Linked DNA regions of Mus musculus: regions 1, 2, 3 and 5 are each linked to region 4. The links are chromatin contacts, called in public promoter capture Hi-C maps. All regions are on one chromosome and are shown on one strand. The core of a region is the stretch at or near the end of the contact, and the rest is flanking DNA. Distances in the headings are between cores, read along the strand shown.

The links. Promoter capture Hi-C pulls out the DNA fragments that hold promoters and counts their contacts.
Region 1: a promoter capture Hi-C map of the 3T3-L1 cell line shows a contact between it and region 4, with 6 times the contacts expected there. The contact joins the promoter of Kansl2 here to the promoter of Smim41 in region 4. A contact is called at or near these places in 2 of 39 promoter capture datasets (the 3T3-L1 cell line and liver).
Region 2: a contact with region 4 is called in a promoter capture Hi-C map of pre-B cells, with 3 times the contacts expected there. The contact joins the promoter of Kmt2d here to the promoter of Smim41 in region 4. A contact is called at or near these places in 2 of 39 promoter capture datasets (liver and pre-B cells).
Region 3: a contact with region 4 is called in a promoter capture Hi-C map of liver, with 2.9 times the contacts expected there. The contact joins the promoter of 4930578M01Rik here to the promoter of Smim41 in region 4. A contact is called at or near these places in 3 of 39 promoter capture datasets (cranial neural crest, liver and pre-B cells) and 1 of 9 other capture datasets (liver).
Region 5: a contact with region 4 is called in a promoter capture Hi-C map of pre-B cells, with 2.7 times the contacts expected there. The contact joins the promoter of Prkag1 here to the promoter of Smim41 in region 4.

Annotation. Positions count from the first base shown.
Region 1 is chr15:98,532,821-98,535,520 of GRCm38.p6, forward strand. Kansl2 (KAT8 regulatory NSL complex subunit 2) reads right to left here and starts at 1,449. Exons shown (of 10, transcript NM_133714.5): 1 at 1,082-1,449; 2 at 698-956. The coding sequence starts at 948.
Region 2 is chr15:98,869,903-98,872,602 of GRCm38.p6, forward strand. Kmt2d (lysine (K)-specific methyltransferase 2D) reads right to left here and starts at 1,303. Exons shown (of 55, transcript NM_001033276.3): 1 at 1,112-1,303.
Region 3 is chr15:98,984,584-98,987,283 of GRCm38.p6, forward strand. It overlaps 4930578M01Rik (RIKEN cDNA 4930578M01 gene), which reads left to right and starts at 1,382. Exons shown (of 4, transcript NR_045991.1): 1 at 1,382-1,503.
Region 4 is chr15:101,291,776-101,294,475 of GRCm38.p6, forward strand. Smim41 (small integral membrane protein 41) reads left to right here and starts at 1,450. Exons shown (of 2, transcript NM_001369218.1): 1 at 1,450-1,857. The coding sequence starts at 1,480. The coding sequence ends at 1,749.
Region 5 is chr15:98,830,203-98,832,902 of GRCm38.p6, forward strand. It overlaps Prkag1 (protein kinase, AMP-activated, gamma 1 non-catalytic subunit), which reads right to left and starts at 1,306. Exons shown (of 12, transcript NM_016781.2): 1 at 1,228-1,306. The coding sequence starts at 1,236. It overlaps Kmt2d (lysine (K)-specific methyltransferase 2D), which reads right to left. Exons shown (of 55, transcript NM_001033276.3): 55 at 1,467-2,700.

The DNA.
Region 1 (2,700 bases), core at 199-2,698, 2.8 Mb before region 4:
GGCTGGCCTGAACTCCCAAGTGCCAGGATTAAAGGCCTGCACCACTGCTGCCAGCATCATCACCTCTGAGCATTTGAGTGTTTTGACCTGCCTCCCAAAGAGTGAATATCCTTAATACCTTTTTTACAAACACACGACCTAAAACTCCGCAGATACGACCAACTCTACACATCATGTTCCCCTTTGCACTTTAAAACTGAAGGCAGGGGACAAGCATGTGGCACCAACATTCTCCCACTCCAGTTCCAGGAGACCCAACGCCCTCCCCTCAAGCATGAACGTGGTACACCAACACACATGCAGGCAAACACCCATACACATGAAAGTTCTTTAAAAAACCATAAAGGGTTGCCAAAACTGTTCCAAGCAAGGGCGAGACTGTCTCAAAAGAGGAGCCGGGGGTGGGGGAGTCTGTGACTCTGCAAGCCTAGCTTAACCTTCTGTCTGTCCTTCCGTACCAGGAGGTACTAAAACCGACTCCAGCAAATTGGCCTCTGACCTCCCCACGTGTCCCTAACCACACAAAACAAACTACCAACGGGAAATAAATGCTTCGAAATGTAATAAAAGTCTAACGGTAGGAGGTTTGGGCGTTGAAGCAGGCTCGGTGATACAACCTGTGCTTGGCGTGCATTGAAAAGTAAGAACGACTCTCGGAGCCCGAAGGCACCCATATAACCCACGCCTCTCCACGTACCCATCTTTCTTCTCGGGCTTTGGGGCAGCACTGGGGCACCTTTTTCCATTCTTCGTCGAGACGTAACTACATTGTTTGAAGGGTGCATTCTTGTCTTCAAGAATGTGCTTAATGCAGAACTCCTGCCCCTCCAGCCGCGGCTGAGAGCACGGGCGGTGAGTGAACGAACAGGAAAGGGGCTCCTGCGACCTGGGCACTGGGGTGATCCTCCCCCGATTCGTTGGCAAGACGTGAATCCGAATCCTGTTCATGCCAAAACCTGCGGGGAGGGCGGTCACACGACAGATCGAAACGGCCTTAGCCCGGCCACGAGTCCTGGTTGCGTGCTCCCGCGGCCGCCCTCCAGCCTCCCGTCACCGACCCGCCCGCCGCCCGGGCCCCTACCACGTTGGCCGAATCTCCGCAGCAGCAGACCGGAAGCGCGGCGCCTGTCCCACGCGGCACCACTGCAACGGCGCGGCACGCCCCGCCCCCACGCCCCGGCTCGCCGCCTTTGTCCCTGGCCGCCTCAGCGCTCACAGCCCCGACCCGAGCGCCTTGGCCGTCGTCCTACAAGCGCCATCTTGTCCCACGGCTCCCGGCACCGGAGAACCTGGCTCCCCGAAAGCCTAGCAACCAGAGAGGCTCCAACGCTGCAGGAGACGACGTGCCGCGCTGAGCTGACAGAGAAGGCGAGCAGCGCCTAACAGCAAAGGAGAAGCGCCCGGCACGGCGCCATCTTACCTCCCCCACCGCGCGGCACCGCGCAGCTTGCCCTCTGGCTGCTCCGCCTGCTCGGAACGCGACCCTAGACGCTGATTGGTTGCTGCGCTGAGGGTGCTGTGCTCCTATTGGTCAGAACTAACACTAGCCTGTGGAGGGCGGGACAGTGAGAGACTCCACAACGGGAGTGGCTGAAGTGAAGTGTCTGTCAGAAACTCGGCCGGTGAGTGGGCCGTCGGAAAGGCGGGCCACCGCCAGTCGCCGGATTCGGATATTTTTCCATCTGAAGGGTTCGTCTTCTGGTGGCAGTAGTCTCCAGTCTTCTCGGGCAGCTACTTCTTTACCGTCCCTACACAGCAGAAGAGTAGACATTGGGGTGGCTGGAGAAATGGCACCGACTGCTCTTCTAGAGATCCTGAGTTCAATTCCCAGCAACCACATGGTGGCTCACAACCAACTCTAACGGGATCCGATGCCCTCTTCTGCAGTGTCAGAAGACAGGGACAGTGTACTCATATGAATAAATCTTAAAAAAAAGAAAAGAAAAAAAGTGGACGGTGGCTGACCGTGTTTTCTGTTTACACATGAAAAGGTTTTATTAGTTTTCTATGGTGACCAACCAGTTCATTTAATTTTTTTTTCTTGGTCATTTCATGTAAACACTCGAACTCTTTCTATCTCATGAATCATATATATGTACTAATTAATTTTTGTAGAGCAGCCCTAAGAGGTAGACATTATTTTTTAGGTAGACATTATTTACAGATAAAGTGATGGAAAATCAAAATGACTTCTGGCATAGCGCATGCTTCTCAACGCCCTGCCGAATAGTGTATTATAGAAACAGGCTATTCCGTTTTCACGATTCTTTAAAGATTCCAACCACACCTATAGAAATCCGATGGCTCTCTGCCTTATTCTCTTCTTCTTCTCCCCCCCCCCCCGCCCCCCTTTGGAGACAGGGTTTCTCTGTGCAGCCCTGGCTGGCCTCGAACTCAGAAATCCGCCTGCCTCTGCCTCCCAACTTATTCTCTTAAGAGAGTATCTCCCACTTGGTAGTGGTGGCAGACTCCTTTAACCCCAGCACTGGGGGGGGGGGGGGGGGGGGGAAGAGTAGAAGCAGGCAGATCTCCGAGTTCGAGGCTAACTTGGTTTACAAAGCCAGTTCCAGGACAGCCAGGGCTGCACAGAGAAACCGTGTCTCAAAAACAAAAGATGAAAAAGCCACCAGGTACGGTTACGGTAGGTAGCACACACCAGTAATCTGAACACTGTGGAGAGAGGCAAGGGGGTCTCTGTGG
Region 2 (2,700 bases), core at 53-2,552, 2.4 Mb before region 4:
CATGACAGGTGTGAGAGAGGCTGTCCCCAGCCCGGGGCCCAGAGGCTGAGGCGGGAGGCTCATGCTGCACCCTTCCTGCTGTAGATACACACCCCTTCTCCCCAGCACCTCCTACCAGGGCTGGAAACACTGGCTTCCAGCAGAAAAGAGCACAAATAAAGTCATTTCTCCATCAAAGAGGCACAAGCTAGCCTACTCTGCAGAGCCGGGGCAGCACCTGAGAACTATTTACCATTCCGTAGCCAGAAAAGCATTGTAGAGATCTGGCGGGGGCTTTCAGGATTGGCCAGGGACTCATGGGCAGCTAACTCTACACTAGGCCCAGAGAAAGCAAGAGACAAAAGCCATTTTTTTGCAGCCCACATTCGTAGAGAACAGATCTCAACGGCCTCCTCTATAATCCCCCGGAGATTATGTCCATCCCAAGAGGAGGGGAAACGAAGCAGGCTAAGACACCACTAGGCCTTGCTGGGGTCACTTTGCCAGGCAGAGTAGTTAAGTTGAACAGCAGGGGCAGAGCTGCCCCAGCCCCACCTCCTTCATGCCCCAGCTCCCCTCTTCATCGCACCAGTTTCCACCCACCCTCCCCCCCCCCCCCCACCTCCCGGGTGAAGGACTCAGGGCTCCTTGAGTTTCCCACGGATTGTTTTGGGTGCCCAGGTAGGTAGGAACAACATTAAAGTCCAATCTGGCAGTATGTGGGACCTGGCAGTGGCATCCCCCCACCAAGTTGCTCTGTCCCAAGGAACCCTGGGGGTGGGGGTGGGGGACAACAGCCTGGGATTGGTGTTGGCATCAGGGCCTGGGTCCTAGTTTGGTCGAACTCCCTCAACACAAAAATAAACAGGCAGAGAGGCTATCTGGACATGTTCCCAAACTCCTGTAGTTCCCTGAACCCCCAATCTTTAAAGAGGCACACCCCAAGAAACCAGGCCTCGGTTCTGCCGTGGCAACTGGCTCAGATTCCCTTGACAGACCCTGCCAAAGGAACCCTCCCCAGCTCTGGCACCCCTTTCTCCAACCTAAAGGCCAGCCACCGGCCAAGATAGTCCATCTGGCTGTGCCCCTAGTCCAACCCTTTCTGGGCCCAGGCCGGGCGGACTTCACTCACCTCTTCACAGGGCGATCCAGAAATCCTCATCCGAGAACATGGCCAGAGCCCGGGCCGCTCCCCGACCTCCAACCGCCAGAGCGAGCACAGCCGCCCCCCACTCGGGGGGGCTTAGGGAGACCAAGAACGGTAAATCCAGGTCGGAGTGGTCACCCTTCCCCCGGGGGTTTAAAAAAAAAAAAAAAAAAAAAAGCAAAAATCCAACAGGGGTTCTCTGCCTCAGGTTCCAGCAGTTTAGGTTTCCATGAACAGCCCCAGGGCGGCGAATCCCGAGCGGACACAAAGAGAGCACCGGTGGCTTTGATCTTGGGCGAGCAGGCTCCGCATCCGCGTCGCGGGGCGGCCTCTCAGTCCTAGGGCCCGGCCAGCGCCCCGGCCGCCCGCGCCGGGCTCGGGCGGAACGTCGAGGCTCTCCAGATGGAACGTCGAGGCGCCTCCCCAGCAGCCCGGAAGGAATGCCGCGCCGCGCCGCGCCGCGCGCCGGGCCCGGATGGAACGTGAGCCCCTCGCAGCCGCGCCGAGCCCCTCTCCCCGCCGGGCCGGCGCCCCGGGGCCGCGCGAGCTACGGCGACGCGGAGCCGGCGGGGCCGAACCTGACACACACCCAGCGCCGGGCTCCGCGACCCCGAGCGTCCCCCCTCGGCGGCTTCGAGCCCCCCACCTTCTGCTCCCCCCGGGGAAGGGAGGAGGGTTGGTGGGCGAGGAAGAGGAAGGGGCGGGCGGTGCGAGCCCTCTGCCCGCTCCCCTCCGGCCGCTCCAGGCCCAGCGCTCGCCTCCCTTCCCCTCTGGCCTCGGGAGCTGCCCCGCCCCCGGCCTGGCCGCCTGTGGTCAGCGGCACCCCCTAGACCCCCGGCAGGCACTGATCGCGGGGGGTCTAGAGGTGCATGGTCCAACCCCGGCTCCCGGCGCCGGGGGGTCAGGAAACTGAGCGGAAAGTGGGGAACGAGGCAGCCATTTGCAACCGGAGAGGAAAGTAGTGCAGCGCGGCGCCGCTCCGCCTCCCCCCTCCGCCTCCTGCTCGGCCGGTAGGGTGGTTCCTGCGAAGAGGCTCTTTCCTCGCCTTGGAGCTGGGCAGCGATCGTAGAGACTCGTGGAGCGTCCGGCGCGAGATCCAGGGGGCCCTTTTGCCTGGGGAACCCCACTCGAGAAGGGGAGAAAGGAGAAGAGGAGGCCCTATTTTGTGTTGGAGCGGGGCGGCGGAGGGGTACAGCCCTCTTGGAGGAAAGGCTGTGACTCTGCAGTTCTACGCACACGCTCCGGGATCCCTCCGCTGCAGATTAACCCCGACTGCGCCAGGCTGGCCGCCGGGCAGACACGTGGGAATAAAGCCCCCCTCTTCTTCGCCACGGCCCAGGAGCTGCCTCCTTTACCTTCTGGGTGGTAAAGCTAGGATTCTGGCCACTTTTTAATTCTGTTCCCTAAAGTCACTGACCCTTGGAACTCCTTTCTTTGGCTGGGGGACAATCTTTGCCAAGGGGGGGTGGGGGGTGAAAAGAGAGCCTGGAGATTGGCCGCAGCTCTGCATCCTGGGAACTGGAGTCCGCAAATGGAGAAAGTGAGGCACCGTGCCTGGCGCTGCAAAGGGTGGG
Region 3 (2,700 bases), core at 132-2,631, 2.3 Mb before region 4:
AAATTTCCAAGGCTTTATTCGTTTAATTTGGCGTTGATGTAGGCCATTAGTAATGAACAACAAAAGTTCTCAGAGAGGGACATTTAATTATCTTAAAGATAAAGTTAGAGATCAGGTGAAGTGGGAGGGCTGGGGCCCACATGTCCCTGTGGCCTGAGTTATTGTCCATTTATTCTCTCATTTAATCCTCACACCACTCTCTGGAGCCTGTCTCTTTCTAGCCTCTCCTCTTGGTAGATAAGGAAATTAGTCCAACAACACAAAGAAACACAGCCGATACCTCCCCTCCCCCGCCCAGGCTGGTCCAGTTCCGAGAGCCACAATGTGAGAACCTTTTTGGTAGAAGTAAGAAATATTAAATATTGAAAACCATCGAATTCACGATGAGAGGTTAAGCCGACATCTGTCTGTCTCTATGGACACAGACCAGTGGCTTTAGCCTAGTGTGTTCCTGCCACAACCTTTACAGCAAGGGGGTAATCTTTTATTTTCTTTTTCTTTTTTTTAAATGTTTATTAGATTTATTTATTCTGATCTTTTATTTTCTGACAACGTCTCTGCCCCCGCCCAGTTCTTCTTTCTCTTACATACCCATTATGTTAATAAACTATCTTATAAAATGTCACTACTCTGTCACTTTAAGCCAGGCCCCGGTCCAGAGAGCCAATGTTACCAACATTTCTCCTTCGGTCTTCACGGATGTATGTGTATAAGTGTGTCATTTGTTTTGTGTGACTTTTAGAAACAGGAACCGCGCCATGCTGTATTTTCTGTTTGACTTGTCTGTCCTTTTCCTCTCTGTGCCCTGTGGAGCTCCTTTTAAACGTTTCTGCCTCTTCCTCCCAGCTGATGCGGCTAGCATCAGAACCTTTCCCTTGTTTTCACTCAGCTCTTGAAATGACTTCATGGCACAAGCCAACATCTAACTGGGTTTGTATTCACGGGGCGGGTTGAAACAGGCACACGCGTTATGGCTGACTGGAGTGTTACTAACAACACAGAGGAACTAGAGAAGCAGGCGGCCCATAGCAGCACGGTAAGCGCAGAGACCCAGCGCAGGCGCGCTGTGTTCTCACCGTTTATCGTTAGCCCCCTGCCTCCGGGTGGTTAACCCCCACTCTCCAGTCCTTTATTCCTTACACCTGAGGTATTAGTGGCCGACTCACAAAGGCGATGTTGTAAACACGAAGTGAGGTAGCCCAGGGAACGAATCGCAAACCTGGTGTACTGAGCGCTTTCACTTCTGGGATGGTCTTTCAGAGGAAGCACGTCACTGTGGCTCGAGGGAGGGTGGTTAAGGAATGGAGCTATGGGTGTGGTTGGTAGCCTGGAAAGTCCCGGAGGATGGACACGGGGATGCACAGCTGTGACCCAAACCCTTGGGAGACTGAAGAAGCCAGTCTGTCCCACACCGGGAGACTCTGTCCAAAACAAAACAGAAACAACAGTAACAAAACTGGAGAATGCCAGCCGGGAAGACTGTTGATTAGCGGTGTTTCTTGTGTGAGTGAGCTTTGTCACATATAAAATAGGGTGATAGCCAGGGCTATACAGAAAAACCAAAAAAAAAAAAAAAAAGGGTGATAGTGACATCTGGTCTTTTCCAAGTGCAGCCCCCTTTAACCCTCACAGCCGCACCTGTGACGCGGCCTGAGTTTCTTTCTTTCTTTTTTTAATTTATATATTTTATTTATATGAGTACACTGTAGCTGTCTTCAGAAACACCAGGTCCCTTTACAGATGGTTGTGAGCCACCATGTGGTTGCTGGGATTTGAAATCAGGTCCTCTGGAAGAGCAGTCAGTGCTCTCAACCGCTGAGCCATCTCTCCAGCCCCGCAGCCTGAGTTTCTAAATGAGATAATCTATGACTGGAAAGCACTTAGGGTATTTTTGGAGTAAATGATGTTGCGTTATTGTACTGTGCCGATGGTGTGGCCTAAACTTGGCATGAGCTCACATTCGCTGTCTCTTTAATGCTTTTCTTAGTTGCTTTATTTCTTTTGAGACCTTCAAGGATGGGGGTGGGGGTGGGGGTGGGAGCTGTCTTTGAACTCCTGAACCTCCTGCTTCTGCCTCCTGAGTGCTGGGATTACCATCGTGTGCCAGAGCATCTAGCTAATACTCATGAACTCCATGGATATCTGCTGCATGTCTAAAGCCTCGACGTATGTGTGGAAAATATGAAGTGCAAAACAGATCTTGTCCCCAAAAGCGCTTATGATTTTTAAATCGAGGTTCTTTAAAATATGAGGTAACATATTTTGGGAACTTCGAACCCCGAGATTAAAAGCTTTGCTAATGCCCACTGTAGGGGTAGCTGCCATCAACCAACACAAGGCAGAATTATGAATATTCACAATTTGTGAATATTAATATTTTTTTCAAATATTATGAAAAATTTTATCAACTTTTTTTTTTAAACTTACAAACGTAAAGATAAGCCGGTGACATCTGCTTATTTGTTCTAGCTGAGCCTCGAATGTGAAAGGGAGCCTTTGAAGGGTCTCCAGGAGGGCTAACCAGGCTGGTCTCAGGGCTGTCTGAGGGCTGGGGCAGCTGCGGGCAGCCAGTCTCCTGCTGTGTAGCTCTCACAGAAGCACACAAATATTCCATTGTTCTAAACACAATACAAGCGGATACTTAGCGGGCAGATGAAATTTAGTAGGAACCAAAACACACACGAGCAATGAGCAGTACTA
Region 4 (2,700 bases), core at 200-2,699:
CACAAGTTTCCCTGGTGTGCTTTGGTCTAGGTGTGTCCTATCTTTTGTTTTGTTTTTGTTGAGGTGTAAGTTAGAGGTGACCCTTTCTTGTTTTGTCTTGTTTTTGAGGCAGGGTCTACATTGTCCAGTCCTGGGACTTGCTTTATAGCCCAGGCTAGCCTCAAACTCAGATCCACCTTGCTAGCTGGCTCTGTGATCTACTTGAGTCCGAAGTTTCTAGGTAGTCCTAGCTGGCCTCAAACTCATGCTATAGTCTGACCTTGGGATTCCGTGCTATTCTGACCTGTTTTATGTTGGGCTGGGATTTAAAACCTGAAGCTTCCTGTTGGACAAGTTGCTAGGCAGGCATTCTACCAACTGGGCTGTATCCCAAGTCTCTCCAGAGTGGCTTTATGTTTGAAATGGGAACTTGAAATTTGCTAAAGGATCTTGCAGCAGACCCGGGCAGGCTTCTCTGCCTGCAGATTGCACTGGACTTGACCCCTGGCTGTGTGACAGGTACCCAGCTGGCAGTGGCTGTGTAGACACCAAGACAGTGATGTGTTCACCCTCTGCAGAATTATGATTCCCATGAGGTAGGACCGTGGGCCAGATCTCTGCTCCCTTCCTAAATTGTTTCAGTTCATAATTACATCAGTCCCTACACCCCTCCTTGCTCTCTAGATCTGCTGTGTTCTCGGTAAAGAGGACTTCTTGGACAAGAAGACAGGAGAGAAGGAATGGAGGTAGGCCTTGCTATCTGGGTACTTCTAGCCATTCTCTCTGCCCTGGGGTCTGGAGTACTGTGTTCTGCCTGTCTGCCCTGAAGGAAGACTTTCCACCATTCGGACTGTCCTGTGTGTGAGAATTGTTTCAGGAACAGAAAGCTGTCTGTCCCGTGCTTTGCTCAGAGTGGTCAGCACTTGGGATGGGGTCTAAGAATTGTAGACACAGCTGGGCAGTCATGATGACCACCTTTAATCCCAACACTTGGGAGGCAGAGGCAGAGGCGCAGGGGCAGAGGGGCAGAGGGGCAGAGGGGCAGAGGGGCAGAGGCGAGGCAGAGGCAGGTGGATTTCTGAGTTCGAGACCAGCCTGGTCTACAGAGTGAGTTCCAGGACCGCCAGGGCTACACTGAGAAACCCTGTCTCGAAAACAAACAAACAAGAATCGTAGATGCTCTGAAAGCCCCGAGGATGCAGAATCTTGGCCTTTTTCTATGGAGGAAAGTCGTGGAAACGGGCCTTTTAGGCTTACCTGGCAATTTTGAATGATGGACATAGGTTTGGAGAACAGATAGGCTGGGCCTAAGGATCCAGCCTGTCAGAGAAGGACCTCGAGGCCACTCTGGAGGAGTCTGTCTAGGAGGGGCCTGAGCGCTGCTCTGCACGCACTTGGGTAGAGTGGGCGGTAGGGCCCTGGGAGGCCCGCCCCTTAGAGACTTCTGACACAGCCTCAACTCTCAAGGGTAGTGTGCACATCTGGGCAGCTGGTGGGAGCATGAACGGCTCACAGGTGGGAGCTGCAGCCAAGGCTGCCTGGCTGAGCTGCTGCAACCAGTCCGGGCTGCCACTCGGACCCCCAGAGGGGCCACGCATGGTGCAGGCAGTCGTGCTGGGCGTCCTGTCACTTTTGGTGCTCTGTGGGATCCTGTTCCTGGGTGGTGGACTCCTCCTCCGCGCTCAGGGCCTGATAGCCCTGCTGGCCCGAGAAAGGCATTCAACCCCCGAGGCTGAGCCTGGTGCCTGTGGAGGGGATGACGACTCCTAGGTGTCAGCTGCTCTTGAGATTCAGCCTGTTCTGTGCCACGCCATCCAGAGTTCATTTCTGTGAGGCACAGCGGAAGGTCCAACCCACAAGCTCTTATTTCCCGCACAGGTGAGAGCCTTGAGACACAGGGAGTCTGGGGTTGGGGCTGCGTGGGGTGGGCACAGTGATGGTCTCTGTTCTCATTAGGTGGACATCACTGGGTACAGACAGCTGCTCAAGGCCAGGGTAGAGCTGGAGGTCCCTGTGCCTCTGAGGCACAGACAGCCTTCGTGTCCCTTATGCTAAAGGAGGGAGGCCGGAGAGTTCTGTGAATGGGAGCTCTTTGTGTACCTATGTTTCCCCGTGTTCTGCATCTGCCCAGGTTAACTTGTGGTCTGCTGGACTCAGCAGGACCCTCTGTTCTAGAGGCTAATACAACCCAGCCTGAGCTCTCAGCTTGCTGCTGTCTCCTTCCCAAAGCTTCTGTCCAGGGAGGGAGTGGGCAGGCTGGGGCCCACCGGAGGTGAAGGTAGAGGAGAGAGATTCTTCACTCCCATTAGAGGTACCCCTGGTTGGGTGAACAGTGGGGACAGAGAGATGTGCCAAAGACTCCTCTCCTGGCTCCCCGCTCACGTGTAGCTCAGCCAGAAGCTTTGTGTGCTGTGTTGGGGGTGGGGACAGCAAGGTTTCGTGCAGGAGCATATGCGGAGGAAGGAGAAGGCTGAGTACTCCCAGCTGTGGGGGCTGCGTCTGGGTCTCCCGCCTCTAGCTCTCTAAGGACAGGAACCATCTGGAGAGAAGGGTCTGGGTGGCCCAAAGGACAAAGTAACTCCAGTCCAAGGCCACCTCAGGCTGAACCATGAAATGGGGGTGGGGGGTGCCTTTACCATCCCATTGATATTCAGCTGTGTGTAGGGGCTACTGGGGACGTCTGTGAGTGGCCGTCTCTTGGCGACTCTCAAGGCTCCTACT
Region 5 (2,700 bases), core at 56-2,555, 2.5 Mb before region 4:
GCCTGGTCTACAGAGTGAGTTCCAGGACAGCTGCCAGGGCTACCCAGAGAAACCCTGTCTCAGGGGAGGGGAAAAAAAAAAAGCCCTAAGGACAGTACTTACTACAGTCTACCTTAACTAACAGCCTTCCCGGTACCTCTCATCTCTGTCTCTCTGTACTCCAGTATATATAAAGCAAAGGGCTAAATTCGTAAATATAGAGAAAAGTTGCTTTAGAACTATATACTCACAGTTCACTTATAATGTAAATAATACATTTACAAGTTAGAAACGTGTTGTTTTAAATTTAATGTAATCAAACTACTTTTGCTGAGAATGCTTTCTCTGTAGAAAAACAAAATCCTTGGTTAGAGGACCACCTGCATACCATTTTACCACTTTATCCTTCCTTCTTTATAAACTAAGTTACACTATTCCTCTGCACACAAAGGGGCGGGGGGGGGGGGAGGGGGAGAGAATTTACTCCAGGCCAAGTAACTGACTCAAAGAAAACGCAATTCTAAGAAGAGCGAACCTGCAAGTATTACATGGATATATGGTGGGGGAAGACAAACCCCAAGCTGCCCTCAGAAGATACTCGGTTAAAAACTACGGAGCAGGAAGTCGATGGGAGGGCCTTCGGAGTGGCAGAGAAAGCTCCTGCGAATGAGGTCGGTCAAACAAGTAAGTAGCAGATAAACCTACCGCATCTGTAAAGAGCCGAGCCGACGGTGCTCGCCAAGAACGAGCTGTCAACACGCATGCACAGCGTCACTGATCAGGACACGACCTAAACTTGTCCAGGGGACACAGTGGCCTCCTGGATTCCTTCCTTCGCGGAAAATTCAATTCTCGGGCTTAGTAAAGGAATGGAACCTCGCAGGATGCCAACAATTGCTTAAGCAATCGCACAAACGGGGTCCTGGAGCTCCCTGCAAGCCGGGCTCGCTCACCTAATACGCGGGATCACAACCCCGCTCTCATGCAAACTTCGGAAAGGACTTGAGGCACTCATGGGCAGGGGGCTCCAAGCTCACAACCCGCTCCCTATCTCTCAGGGTACCGCGGACCCCTGGCGGGCGGGCGGGCGGGCGGGCACGGGTGTGGCCCAGACCTAGGAGAGGCGCCCACCCGAGCAGAGGAAGGGGAGTCCCGGACTCCAGCGCCAAGCCGGGCCGGCCTTCCCCGGCTCCTAGCGGGGGGTCTCCGGCTCCACAGCGCCCCCCGCCGCCCTCCTGCGCCACTCACCGACTCCATTGCTAGCGCCCGCCAGTTCCTCAGCTTGGAAAGCTCCCTGGCGCCAGACCCCGCCCCACATCCGGTGCCGCGCACCACTTCCGCCTACGTCAGACCCCAGCCGCAGGGCGGAAGGCGGGGAACCCACCCTTCCGGCGGTGGCTGAGCCTGGTTTATTGGGTAACCTTCCTCTCCCAGCTCTCCAGGACCTTAAGATCTGGCCAACGGCGAGGGTCATGGGACAGAGGCACTTGTATTTAAAATGTTCTTTTTTTATTTATCGTTTAAAAACAAACTTTGAAGAAGCAAAATCCAAAACTTGCCCTTTGCCTCTCGCAACATAAATTATGTACAGTTCAGAATGATCGCTGATACAAAACATGCCAAGGACAGGGGCGCTGGGGGTGGAGGAAGAGAGAGCGCTTTAAAAAAGGGAACCATTTCATCCGTTGTCACGAAGGACCAACCTTGCTGTACAGGATACACACAACACAAAAGAAAGTTCTTCACGGGTTCACACTTGTCAGCGATTTATTTTTTTTTAAAGGGGGAGGGTCCTGGAGGTGAAGGTAGAAGGTAAAAAGGGAGAAACTGAAAATTGAGTGCAAGTGTAAACCAACCCAAAATACAAACACAGGGGGCGGGGTTGGGGGTGGGATTCTGATGCAATTATACAGGCAGGGTACTTTAAAAAAAAAAAAAAAACCAACAACAACCAAAATTCCAACCTTGTAGCGTGGGTCTGAGTTATAGTTTATATAAAAATTAAAAACTGTATAAGGTTTCTTCACTAAATTCTACAGGACTATCGGATACCTAGCATATGCTTACAAAGTCTGCCCCTTCTCCTTTCCCAGTTCTAGGGCCCAAACCCCAACCAGAGCCTGACTCACAGGAGACCATCTCCCCCACCTAATGCCTAGACCGTTCAGCTCTGTGGCTTTGGGGACAGCAAGCCCAGGTTCCCACTGTCTAGTCTAATTACAATGGTTTCCGTGGGAGTGTGGGGGAGTTGTTATTCTCAAACATTTGCAGCTTGAAACAGTTGAGGAAGCAGCTTTAAAAAAAAAAAAAAGAAAAGAAAAGAAAAAAAAAAGGCCAGAAAAAAAAAAAAAAAAAAAAAAAAAACCCAAAAATCTCCCTACCCCCATCAATCCACAATCCCCCAAATTTAAAACAAAACAAAAACCTAAAATCACAACAGCAACCGCCCTACCCCTCCAGCAGGCCTGCCCATTTGCCACCATCCAGCCCATCTCTACAATCCAGATAATCTGATTCTTGAAAATAGTAATTACAAAATGCCCTCTGCCCACAGCCCCTAGGAGAGAACTGCATAGAAGCGTCATTTCATCCCCTCGCTCCACCAGAGAGGGGTCTGAGGCCTCACACACCCTCTACCCTACCGCTACCCGCAGGAAGAGGTTCGTCTGCAGCACAAGCTTGGGGGGGGAAAGGAAGGGAAAGGAAGATAAGGGCACCATC